2 separate regions of the Anas platyrhynchos genome follow, and region 1 is linked to region 2. Evidence: chromatin contacts called from public Hi-C data. All regions are on one chromosome and are shown on one strand. The core of a region is the stretch at or near the end of the contact, and the rest is flanking DNA. Distances in the headings are between cores, read along the strand shown. Region 1 holds the start of UPP2 (uridine phosphorylase 2). Region 2 holds the start of TANC1 (tetratricopeptide repeat, ankyrin repeat and coiled-coil containing 1).

The links. Hi-C and Micro-C count contacts between places; a contact is called where the count stands out from the background.
Region 1: a contact with region 2 is called in a Hi-C map of subcutaneous adipose tissue, with 2.3 times the contacts expected there. The contact joins the promoter of UPP2 here to the promoter of TANC1 in region 2. A contact is called at or near these places in 3 of 8 Hi-C or Micro-C datasets (liver, small yellow follicle and subcutaneous adipose tissue).

What each region holds. Positions count from the first base shown.
Region 1 is chr7:1,074,657-1,081,161 of IASCAAS_PekinDuck_T2T, reverse strand. UPP2 (uridine phosphorylase 2) reads left to right here and starts at 1,543. Exons shown (of 7, transcript XM_005027638.6): 1 at 1,543-1,758; 2 at 2,257-2,374; 3 at 3,383-3,541; 4 at 5,293-5,407; 5 at 5,922-6,131. The coding sequence starts at 1,733.
Region 2 is chr7:894,050-900,605 of IASCAAS_PekinDuck_T2T, reverse strand. TANC1 (tetratricopeptide repeat, ankyrin repeat and coiled-coil containing 1) reads left to right here and starts at 4,391. Exons shown (of 27, transcript XM_072040998.1): 1 at 4,391-4,549. The coding sequence starts at 4,406. LOC119717423 (a long non-coding RNA gene) reads right to left here and starts at 4,384. Exons shown (of 8, transcript XR_011810676.1): 1 at 4,239-4,384; 2 at 2,603-2,687; 3 at 501-632.

The DNA of each region.
Region 1 (6,505 bases), core at 294-2,793, 180 kb before region 2:
CCCAGCGCAGGCTCTGTCGGTCGCAGAGTGCCAGCGGCTGGGCTCAGCTCACTGCAGAGCTGGTGTTGCACTGCACCGACACTGCTGTGCCACGGCACGACCAGCACCTCCTCCTCCGAACCTCTGCAGGCTGCAAGGCAGTGCTCGAGCGGCTGGGAAGTGGTGGAGCGGGGTGAGAGACTTGTGCAATTCCTTCTGCATCAGCTAGGCTCCCGACACAAGTAGATGATTTCTGTGCCCACTCATCCACAGACTCATCTGGGCTCTGAGGCGCAAGCTGTTCTTTCTGCTTTGTGCATCGCCAACAGCAATAGGTGCTCTGCAAGCCAAATTAGCCTCAGCGGCGGCTGGGTGCCGGCACCGACTGCAGCACATCTGTGCAGGCTGCGGGTCCCCCTCAGCCCCGCTCCTCCAGCGGTGTGGGACCACTGGCAGCAGGATGCTGACTGCATGTGGGGCACAGAGCATGAGCAGGGCGACCTTGCGCCCCTTTGCCAAACAAGCAGGTGCCAAAGGAAGCTGGCAGACCCACGGCAAGCCAACACGGACCTCAGCTCCACCACGGTGCTTGCAGCCAGCAATTGCAAGTAGCAAACCTTCCTGGTGTAGTCTCCAAATGAAGTCATGCCAAGTGGACAACACTGCAAAGAGGCGCATGACAGTCCCTATATGAACTGCAAGGTGCCCGAAACATTTAATGCTATGCTGAGAGAGACGAGTGTCTGTGTGACTGACACAGTCCAAGACTGCAGGAAGCGCTGCATGTGCGTCCCCAAGGACACTTGTTCTGCGTACCTCTCATTGCAATCTGGTGCACGCTGAAAGGAAAAGGAAAAACCAAATCCATATCCCTCAGGAGTGCTGTGGAGTGTCAGCAATAAGTCATCTTTGGCAGGAATATGTTAACAGCATCCAGAGAGGAGAGAACTTCATCTGAGCAGAGAAACCATTGCAGCCTGACTTTGGTACAACTCCAGCAAGTCTGAAATGTTCATACGGGCTCTGCTCCAGCCCTCCTCAGATCCTTCCTGATCCCGTCTTGGGCAAGACGTCCAAGTTACACTTCACTGTACAACTGGTTCGTAATGCTTATTTGACTTTTCCTGGTGTTTTGCAATGTTAAGGGCTTGGACACGTACATGCTTTGAAATGTCAGAGGCATCCCCGCTGCCAGAAGCCCCACCTGCAGATACGCTGGGCTGCTCTGGGGAGCCGAGCGCACCACGCTCCGGCCCGGGGTCTGTACCATGGCACCTCATGCCCTGGCATGGGAACACGCCATGCCATGCCATAACACACCATGCCATAACACACCATGCCATGCCACACTCCTGGGGCCAACACACCGGTCACACAAAGCCATCACACACGTGTGCCAGCCCTGCAGCCCTGTGCTGGCCAAAGGGCAAGCGTGCGTGCAGCCGGAGGCGTGCCAGCAGCGACACACCTGCAGGGCCAGCCAATGCGGGGCTCTGGGACCACGTCCCGGGACAAGCAGAGCGCTGGCCTGGAGCAGGAACATCTGGCACCTACCGGACAAATGGGAGCGGGAGGAGGGAGGTGGTCCTGCTGCTGCCTGGGGTGTTGCACAAAGCGGGGAGGGTATTTAACCCCCTGCAGAGCCGCCTCAGATCCCTTCCTAGCTCCGAACGCTAACAGCTGAAGAAACAGCAGGGTGTTTGCCTCACCTTTCCGCAGGGTATCGCTTTCAGCTGACTCTGGCAGAGCCGTCATGACTGAAACAACAGGTTACTCGGGGTGAGTCATGGGAGAGGCTTTGAATTTGTTTTAGTAAGACAAGAAAAACGTTCTCTGGGTTTTCTTTAAGCCTTATTTATAAAATTGGCCTGTATCGTTGTTTAGTTGCTTTACATCTATTAAAGCACTTGGAAAGGCAAGGTAAACTGACCTCCTGCCGTCCGCAGAATCTGAATTTAATTTGCACTTGTACTGCTCGGCAATTATTTGGGACAGTACAAATATAAAATCCTGATTTGCTACGAGCTTAATAAGCTGTCACGTATGAGGCATCACAGTACATTACCTGCTAGGTACTTCCAGCAATGTTGTATCAAAGAAAGAGCTAAGTCTGACAAAACTGATGATAAATATCAAGAACCCCTTTCTGCCAAGTACGTAGGGACAGTAAGACGCTGCTGAAGGGGCTCCCAGAAGCAGTGTGAGCAGGACGAGCGCTCGCGAGGCTCTGGCAGGAGGCAGCCGCCCGCTCACCCGGCTCTGCCCCTCTCCCCGCAGCGGGGGGCCCGTCCTCATCAAAAACCCGCACCTGGACTCGATGGAGGAGGACATTCTGTATCACCTGGACTTGGGAACAAGGACGCACAACCTGCCCGCTATGTTTGGGGACATAAAGGTAAGTGGCAGGGGCAGAAGCGAGGCAGCAGCTCCCAGGCCCGCCGGCTCTCTGCCCCTTGTCCCGCGGCGCTGCCGTCCCGTGCCGGGGCCCCGCTGCTGTGGGCGCTCCAGCTGGAGCAGGACCTGGCCTCCTGCAAAGGGTCTCGGTGGCTTGTTCTGGACAGAAGGCCCAACAGAAAACTCTCCTTTAAAATACCTGCCGGTCGGTAAAACCTGAGGTTATTTTGGCCTCCCTGTCAGAGGCCAGGCAGGGAGCACTTGTCCAAAGCATCCGAGCTGAGCTTCGTGTGCTGGAGATGGGAGAGAGGATGTCCTATTTTTAGCTGAGGCCAAAGCACAAAGCTGTCAAGCACAGGCTGTCAGAGCTCCGATCCCACATTAAATCAGAGCAGGGGAAGAGTCATGGAGCCACGGGGCTCGAGGAGCCTGGCGCAGCCATCACCACGCGTGGGCTCCCCCTTCCCTGCGGGTCAGCAGCGCTGCTCGCACAGCCACACGCCAGCCCCCTCCTATGTTTAGGGAGCATTTTTTGTTTCAGTATAGAAATTGAGAGTGTTTGTCCCTTTCCTCCCTGACTCTGTGGCCTCCGTGTCATCAGCAGTGCTCTCCAATTGCAGCAGACTCTGCTGATAGAATAAATAAAATGACAAGCCACTCTAACATCTGGCTTTGCTTTCCTTTGCTGGCAGTAGGAATACTAACAGCTTAAATTGGCCAAATGTATTACAGTGAGATTGCTTTAGCTTTTCTTGACCTGGAGCTGCCACCCAGCTCTGTGCAGCTGTGCGGCTGCCTCGACCCAGCACAGGCACAGCCCCAGGGGAGCACAGCCTGGCTTTCAGGGCAGCTCCTGGCGCTGAGACCCCGCTGCTCCAATGCCCCCCGGCTGCCCGTGAGGAGGCAGCGCTCGCTGCTCGCATCTGGTGCAGCCGCACACTGTCGCGTTAGCACTGACTCGATGCCCGTTTTAGTGAGAAATGCCCACAAATTCACATTTTACACCCAGTTTGTCTGCGTTGGCGGCAGCCCGAACAGGATGAAGGCGTTTGCCCAGTTCATGCACAAGGAGCTGGGGCTCGAGGGCAGTGGGGAGGACGTGGCTGACATCTGCGCGGGGACGGACCGCTACGCCATGTACCGCACGGGGCCAGTGCTCTCCATCAGCGTAAGTACCGTGAGGCTCCACGAGGCTCCGTGAGGCTCTGCCGTGCTCTGCGCGCCTCCCTGCCCCGGCACCATGGCCCCAGCCTCGGGCACAGCCTTGGCCCAGCCGGCGCCAGCCTCTGCCCTTGCCTGGTGTTCAGCCCTTGGCACCACCACAGTCCCTTGGCCACGGTTGTCCTCTGCGTGCCCGACACCTCCCATTTAGAGGGCGCAGTGCTCAGAATGAGCAGGCACGCATTTTGCTCATCTCAGCAGTGTGGCAGTTCACCAGGCAAAGACCAGTTCCCATCACGAATAAATGAAATATTGCCAACAGCATTGCACTGCCATGGGCTCCCAAGTGAAAACCTTGCCCCATTATTGGTTCCTCTGGGAACAGTGGTGTGTCTGGCACTGCACAGGGGCAGGAGCAAGCACAGGCTGCGCTGGTGGGTGCTGGTGCCCCAGGACCCGCTGCTGCCACTGCTTTTTCAGGCACGGGATCGGTCTCACACCTGGTTCACGGGAGGTGGCACCGCTCAGCCGGGAGGGATCGCGTCTGGTTCCTCTGACAGAACCGAACCAAACCTGACTGACAGAGAAGCTCAAGGGAGCCGATCTGGCAGGATCCCAGGGAGAAAACCCTGCGGGTTTTGCTCTGCCCCACCTGGCAGCAGCTGTGCCGGGGCAGCAGCCACGCGGCCGCCACCGCCCTGTCGGGCACGAGCCACCCGAGCACAGCACCCAGCGGCTGCCAGCACCGCCAGTTTGCGAGTTGCTTGGATACACAGATGAACTCGAATGTACCGGAGGCAGGAAGACAGCTTCCTGCTTTGAATATTTACAGGGAGAATAATTTTTTTTAGACATTGTCAAATAGCTCAGGCTGATGTTCCAGAATAATAACATGCAAATGTTTTCATATTTAAAACGTGATAGAAGACTGTAGACCATCAGCCTCACAGCCAAAAAGAGACGTTGCAATATGAGGACTGACTGCCAACGTGCTTCTTCCAATACATTTCCTTCAGGCTATTGAACATGATGGAAAGGGCAAAAAGAAAAAACAGAGGCCTTTCTCATGAAAAAAAAGGCTGTACTCCCAAACACCTTTTATTTTTAAAGGTGAAACTGAGAAAAGGACAGTGACTGAGCAGCAGAGCAGAGGCCTGAGAGGAGACACGAGGGAGCAGAGGAGGGAGCAGCCCCAGCAGCCAAGGACTGAGGGGGGCACCAGTCCCTGCCGAGGGGGCCGAACCCATCCGAACCCACCCGTTGTGCCTTGTGCCCAGCAATGTGGGAGAGGTGCTGTGGTGTGGGCAAGGACAGCTGGGAGGCACCCAGAGGAGTGGGGGCTCTGCTTCTGCCACATCTCACCACTAAGAGTACGATCAGGACATGACAACACAAGCAGCAGGTGGCATAGGGATGAGCAGTGTGAGGAAGCGCTTGGAGCATTCAGCTGCTGGGGTGCATTTGTGAGAGCGCTTCCCTGAAGGAGAGACACCACCGTGCCCCATGTAGTGGTCCCTGGGCACAAACACCAGCACTACGGACAAGAACCTTAAAACCACCAAGGGGAGGAGAGGGCTAGATGCTTTGCCTGGGCAGGCTGCAAAGACATGAGAGGTCTCCTGCCCCAAAAGACACCTGCTGCTGGCCTCACCATCAGGAAGAGGCCACAGTGTAATCCTGAGCTCACTGTGGTCACGTACCTGCCACCTGCTGTGGTGTCACACAGAACAACCCTTTTCTTTTTTCTCCTCTCAACAGCACGGGATGGGCATCCCTTCCATTTCCATTATGCTTCATGAGCTGATCAAACTGCTGCACCACGCAAAATGCCGAGACGTTACTATTATACGCATCGGTACTTCTGGAGGCTTAGGTAAGCTGTCTCAGTAAGGCCTTTTTCCAAGCAAAAGACTATTAATAGAAAAAAATTCTCAGCAGGTGATGTAGTTACGAGCTTTCACATTTTGCCAAGTCCTGCGATATCAAACACCAAGACGATATTTTATTTTTGGGTTAAAACCCAGGACACTTCCAGCGACTGGTTTAGCAGATTTGCAGGTTTTCGTTATGCCTGCCAGGGCAGCAGTGCTGCTCGTGCCTGCGCAAGCTGGTGCTGGGGCGTGGTCTCTGCAAGCCAGAAGCAATTAAAATGCCATCACTCGGTACATTCCCACAGTCACTTCCCATGTGCTGATTTTCTGCATTTTACTTACACATCTGTGCCACTGCATAAATTTCAATTATTCTCTCACATCTGTTTTGATAAAAAAATAAAAAAAAAAACCAACACTCACATAGGCAGCTAGTGATACTTCTCTGTCATGCTGAAGTCTTCCAACAGGTCACAAGTGCCACGAGCACTGGCTTAGCCTCACTTTTTTTCACAGGGATCAAGGCCGGCTCCGTTGTGATCACGGACACGGCCGTGGACGCCTCCTTCCAGCCGCGGTTCGAGCAGGTGGTGCTGGGCGACGTGGTGGTGCGCAGCACGGACCTGGACAGGGAGCTCGCGGAGGAGCTCCTCGCCTGCAGCAAGGAGGTCCCCGACTTCCCCACGCTCATTGGGCACACCATGTGCACCTACGATTTCTACGAAGGTAAGCGTGCTCTGGCTGTTCCCCCCCCTGCAGACACGGTGCCAAGTGTTCGTGCTGCTTGGCAGGCAGAACCACCCATGCTAACGATCCTACGGGCTGCAGGAGCTGACCCGCTGCTTTGTTCGTGATTTCGGAGGTCGCGGGGGGCTGTACCTCCAGAACCTGCAGTGCCCACCCCAGCACTTTGCCAGGTCACCGCCATCCCTGTCAGCCAGTCACCCCGCACTCGGCAGCTCGATTTGTAGCGCCGGCTGCACGGCCGGTGCTGCTGCAGTCAGCGGGGGCGCGAGGATCCACCCGGGCGGTGGTGGCTCCCGGGGGCAGTGCAGGTGCTGGGGACCTCTGCATGTGCTCAGGGGCCCTCCAAAAGCAGG
Region 2 (6,556 bases), core at 3,142-5,641:
TTTGCCCCTGTGGGTTTAGCACTAAAAGCATAGACTCATGCCAGATGACCCACGGTCTGGATGTTAAGGGCATGAAGGGGTTGTCTATGAGACAACGCTCTGAAAAGCCAAGTTTAAATATCCAAACCAACAGATCCAAACCTAAACCTGTTTGGAATTGCCTTCTTTTAATCAGTTTTATAGCGTTTGAGGAAGATATCACAGGAAGCATGGATGAGAACTGTAAGGTTCTTATGCCTTATTGGAAATACTGTTTTGGCTTTAACTCAAGCTGTGAAGGACTTGTATTTTGTATTGAACTGTGCTCATAGACAAGGGATGGAGATGGTTACCTCAGTAACACTGCTATCTATCATTTTAAGCAGAAGCATGAAGCCAGTGTATATCATTATTAGGTGTCATGGTATCCAAAGAATCCAAATGATTCAACTGTCAAAATCCAAGTCTGAATTGCGGGGACTGAGGGAACACTATAATGGAGAAAAGAGTTTGACACTGACCTGCATGCAAGCTGCAGCAAGGTAAGCAGGCGCACATGGATTTTCCAGATTCTTCTGCTCTCCTTGCATTATTTATTTCAATTTTCGCATGGTTGATTTTCTTCTTTATTTTGCTAGCAGATTCAGCAGCACCTGGGAGAAATTCATTTTCCTATGTGAATTCTGAGTTCACTCCTCCAAAAGTAAAAGTAGGCTGCCTCAGCACATTAAAACAACTGCTATTTACAAAAAGTACCCACCAGTGGGGGATATGTCTGATCTGAGTAGATAAGCTCTAATGAGACCTTAAATTTGAAATGAAAGCACCGTGGACAGGAATGACTAACACAACTTTCCAAAATATGCCAAGAGAGAAATACACAAGTTCGCAGCTCTTTTACAATGCCTGCCTGAGAACTACGCTGCTGTTGGGAGAAGGAATGACATAAGGATTTATTACATTTGCTATTGCATGTGTCAGCTTCCGGGACTGAAACTTATTGACAATATCTAATAGTGATGAGCATGCAAATAGAAAAAAGAAACTTCTGATACTTAACCAGCATAAAGAGTTACTGACTTAGCTTCATTTGTCATTGCTATTAGCAGAATGCAGAGAAAAAAAATGCTGTATTATCTTAAGGATCTGTTCCCAAAACATCTGATTCAGCTCAGATACAAGGAGGGTACCATAGCCAAGCTCATACAAATACACTGAAAAATCAATATGGCTCTGCTGAGGCAGAGTAACATTAATATGAAAATCCTTAATTACTGAACAAATACTTCTGGAAAAGTTTCTTTTGTTATTTCTCCTTCAGATCATCTGAAATAAGTCATTTCTCCAACCAAAAATGTCATCACCCATTTTAAGCTAAATATTTATTGGCAGAGACATGCAGTACTATTGGCTTCAATATTTGCAAGGTAAGATGCTTTTCTAGGGAGGAAATTGCTGCATACCAAAGCTATTTCCTGCCTCATACAGAAACGAATACGTACAGAACTGAAATATCAAATAGATCTGTTTTAGATAGGATGTCCTTTAACTTTTTCAGCTCTAAGAATCCCAGACAACAGTAGTCATCCATCAGGGTTGCTGTCAAGCTATAAATCCATTCTGTTTTCTTATTACATGTTCTCTTCTACTTTCTTTTCTACTTAAATTTTCCCTCATGATTCCACTTATGTCTTTTTTTTTTTTTACATTCTCACCTTCCTCTTGTTTTTAATTCTTAAAATCTAAGAACAAGACAATCCCCAATAAATCACATAATGAACAGTTTTTTTCTCGTTTGTTTTTAGAATCTCTAAAAGAGCTAGTTTTTGTGACAAAATGTTTTGGCACAGCAGAGCAGAACATGTTTACAGCATATGAGAAAAATCTTTGGCATCACGTGTTATGGTTTCAGCAACTGCATGTAGATAAAATTAACACAGTCTCATCACAAGATACGCAGATTTTGCTCTTACTCAGGCAGGGTTTATACTTATATGGAATATTGCGGCATGATAAAACAGCAAGGGGTGGTAGTACTCTAGTATTGTTTTATATCGTCCTTCTCCAGCCCACAGAGGCACACTGAGTGGAGTAGGACTCACCTTCTACTCCACCTGCCCACCACCTTGTTTAATGCCCAAGGGCCTGAAGGTCCCATTATCTTAATACAAAAGATCACCATCACTGACAGAGTCAAGACAATGACGAAACGCAATGAAGGTGTCTTCATCCACAACACAGTTTACATCATAGATAGTAAACATTAGAAAATAATTCCTTAATGGAATTTTTAATTTTAAATACTGAAAATGAAACCATGAATATATCCCATATAGACAGTTGCAGATTTGGACATGTCTACTTCCAGCTCTTATATTTCATTGAAAGGTTATTATAATTAGACATTTTTCTTGGGTGATGTTATTACTACAGAAGATATCTTTTTGAACAATGCTATTTCTACATGGGATGAAACAGGATTAACTACCATAACTCTGGGATTATAAAAATCACAGAAAAAAAAATCAGAAAATCTTACTGATGGTACGGTTATTTTAGAATTAAGTACTAATCATGCCAACAACATCAAATGGAAGAAGAAAAAAACGTTAATGAATGCTACCTTTGGAACCAGGTCCTTTGCTGTTTTGAGCAAGTGCTTCTCTTCAACTCTCACAGAGAATTGCAGTAACCATACTGCCTTGATACTGGTCTGAGGCAATAAAAACGGTTTAAGAAACACTCTAGCTTTTTGGATGTCTTCACTGTCAATGACAGTATTTAAGCAGAACACACCATATTCATTAACACTGTAACTAAGTTTTATTATTATTGTTGTTATTATTATTATTATTTAAGAAGGAAAATAAATTACAATAAAATACACATGGAAAATTATCTGAAGTCATGCATGAAACTGATACTTGTGCCATCAGTGCTGGAAAATTCTTAGCCAGAGCCTACCACGACTAATGATGGCTATTTAATATCTTAGGCAATAAAGAAAAATAACAGATGTTTCTTATTAGCTGCAGGTTGGGATGTAGTTTTCAGTGGCATAATATTTTATCACTCATGTTTCCTCCTTGAAAATTCATTTGTTCACGATTAGCACAAAAATCAGTTATTTTATGAAGAGGCTCTGATAATTAAGGGCAAAATTATGGTGCTGCTGAAGACAAAGGAATTGTGGTCAAAGACTTCATTTCATATGCTTTCATATCACGATCTTAAAGCAAGTGATCTTATTTGCTTTAGCACTACAGCTCTTTTTAGTAAAATCATATTTAGGCTTTCAAAAGTGAACTGAGATTTTTTTTTTTAGTTGTATAGGCTGATTCTGACCTTATTGGTGGACCAGATGCTTGTCCAGAGAGGTGCTACACAGCGAGGCAGGGCCCCAAAAACAGCTCCCCAGAAAATCAGCCCCTGTTCTCCCACACCAGTGTGGAAGAGAGCAACGGGGCTGAAGCTGGATGTTTCTGTGTACGCACCAGCTTCAGCAGCTCCACGTTGCATTGCAAACTGCTGGAAACAACACTTCCCTTCTCCCTGGTGTTTCCAATCCCAATACACTGCCATAATAGAGAGGGAGGAGATAACAATAAACCTCGGGGGAGGTTTATTGTTAATGATAGCAGATGGAAATCCACATTTAATGATAATTTCAGCTCTTTTTGGCTGACTTTTTGTCAGGTCTCATTAGATTGTCATTGCTTTCCCTCGTAATGTGTTTGATGAAGAGTCTGTGACAGAGGTTGGGGAAGCGTCAGCTTTGCCCCTTGTTCTCTTGCACTTGCCACCTCGGTGCCGTGTGTGGCACGGGACCCTCTGACACACGGAACAAGCAAGAGCACCAGTGCCAAGCCGCATGTCAAATTTCCATACCAGTAACTTCTTATTTCGTAAATAAAAAGTAAAGACGCTCTGAATGTTTCTTCAGTCACCCCAAGGCACCCACCCCGCGCACCCCACTCCGGAGGTGGCTGCCAGCTACGAGCAGTGAACGACAGCTCTGCTATTAACTTCTGTCCAGGCTAACTGGGTGCCCTGCTTTTATAATTCATACGTTGAATCTTTCAGAGGTCTTGTTTAAGCTGACAAATTTCAACCTTTTTTCCCCAAAGGATTTGGAAAACCTGTTGACGGGCGTCGCTGCCTAAATTCGGAGCGGAGGATCAGCCACAGGGGCTGACAGCACAGGGAGCCGGGACACCAGCCGGGACACCGGCCTGCCCCTGCCGCTGCCCCTCCCGTACCTCACGTCCTTCCCGTAGCCGCTGCCTCCCTCCCCGGACGTCCCCGGGCCGCAGCCTCGCACTCCGACCGCCTCTTTCCCCGCGCCTTGCCCCGCCGCTGCGGGCCGTTACGCTGACAGACCCGGGCGGGCCCCGCCGCGCCCCGCCCCGCCCCGCCCCGCCGCCTCATGGGCACCGCCTCCGGCCGGCCCAGCCCTGCTCCGCCTCACGGGCCCGCGCGAGGCCGCTCCCCGCCGCCGCTCCCCGCCCGGCGATGGTGCGCACGGGGCGCCTCGCGCCCTGCCCGACGGCGGCCCGGCGGCCTCCTGCAGGTAGGGGCCGGGGCTCCCCCTCCCCTCCCCTCTCCCTGCCGCCGCCGCTCCCCCGCTCCGCGCCTGCCTTGTGGCGGCGGCTCCGCGGGGTCTCCGCCGGTCCGGCCGCGGGCGCCGGCGCAACCGGTGGTCTGCGCCCCCTGGGGCGCCCGGGGCCGGAGGGGCTGCGGGGCGGCACCGGCAGCGCGGAGCCGGGGGGTGCCCAGAGGCCGGGGCAGCCCCGCCCTGCCCTGCCCTGCCGTGCCCTCCCCTCCCCTCCCTGCCGTCCCGGCCGCTCCCGCGGGGCAGGACTCGTCCGTTTTCCCCCGCCTCCCCCGCTTGGGCCGGCCCCCACGCCTCAGCGCCGCGGGTTACCTGCGCCGTGCCGTTGGCCCTGAACTCGCTCCGAATCGGCCGGAGCCGGGCGGGCGGGGCTGCTGCCCTCCTCACCGGCCGGCGGGGGGCGGCCGGGTGCTGCGGGGCGGCCTCCGCCTGCGGCTCGGCTGCGGCGAGCTCCGTGCGAGCTCCGGGTGCTGCCCGTGCGGGGCCGGTGCCTCAGCGGGCAGCCCCTGCCCTGGCTGCCTGGTGTCGGTGAGCTCCGGGCGCTGCCCCTCGGAGCGCTGCCGCGCGGGAGCAGCCGGTGCCCGAGCAGTGCGGGGCGTGGCCCATCTGTCTCATTTTACCCCTCAAATGTCTTTTGCGTTCTCAAGAGCTTAGTCTTCAAGCATGCTTGTACGTGTTTGTGAGGTAACTTCTTTTGCAGCCTCGCTAGCTGACTTCGCTAGGCCTTTCCTGGATGATTATTTTTTTCCCTCCGGTGACAGCGGCGGTTGCGTTGCACCTGAAATGGCCTCAAAACCACTGCGGTAGTGCCCTGGTGCTTGTCCTGGTATTTCTTGTTGTAGGTGACAGTAAGCTGCGGAAGTTGCAGAGAAGCGTTTTCAGGAGGCTTCACCTGCGGGCGCTGCCGTGCGGTGACTCTTGCACAGGAATGGCAGGAAGCGAGTTGGTTCAGCTCAGCACCTAGCGAGCGAAGGCAGTGCAAGTGAATACGAGGGTAAAGGCACCCTTTATTCTGGCCACAGCATCAACAGTAACCTTGGGATCTCCAAGGTGCTGTGCCTTTGCTTTGTATTCATTTTTGTCGCTGTTGTTTTCCCACCCTACTTCTTTGAAAGCTGTGGTGTGTTTTAATATGGAAATTGGTAAGGATTTTGGCACTTAAGTTAAATGGATTACAGGGTACTTAAAATGTGAAAATTGAGCTCCATATTACAACTTTGAGACATCTCTCTTAATTACTTCGAGAAAAAAAAAAAAAAAAAAAACAAAAAAAAAAACAAACCAGCTTTCTGGTGCATTATAGAAGCATCTATTTTACACTCTCCTACAACCACAGAATAGCTGCTAGTAGCAACTATTTTCAAGTTAGTGAAAAGATTGAAATAAGTCTCGTGTGATTTGCAGTCATTATAAGCAACTCTTTTCCCAGTGGGTTTGTTGTAGTAGTCAAGACTTTCGACTGGTCACTTAGTGTTTAAATATTTTTCCCATTTTTGGATATCTCCCTCTTCTCCCACTCTTGTGGTTTTTGTAAAGCTTTATAGTGTTAAAAGTGTTTCCTTGGCTATGTGTGTCTGATCTCTTCTGTTAAATTAAAACCATCAAAAGCACTTGTATTTACAAATTGCCAGTCCTACAAACGTGTGCTTAAGTGAAGGTCCCATTAAATGAATGATTCCCTTTTGGGGTTTGACACATTCCTAAAAAGTGAATGCATCTGCATACCTAACAAGCTGTGGAAGAGCAGACCTCCAGCTAAGATCTTGAAATATCCTGGCTTTTTCTTTTTTTAATCATTTGTTGGTATTGTTTAAATATGCCTCTTATGTGAACTCCCTTTCCAGAGAGATTTCACACCTTGTGAGCTTCAGGCTATTTAGAATCCCGATACTCTTTACTAGAAGACAACTGGAAATGGTTGACACTCTTATTTCAGAGACTTCTCATTTTGTAGTTAGATTGCCA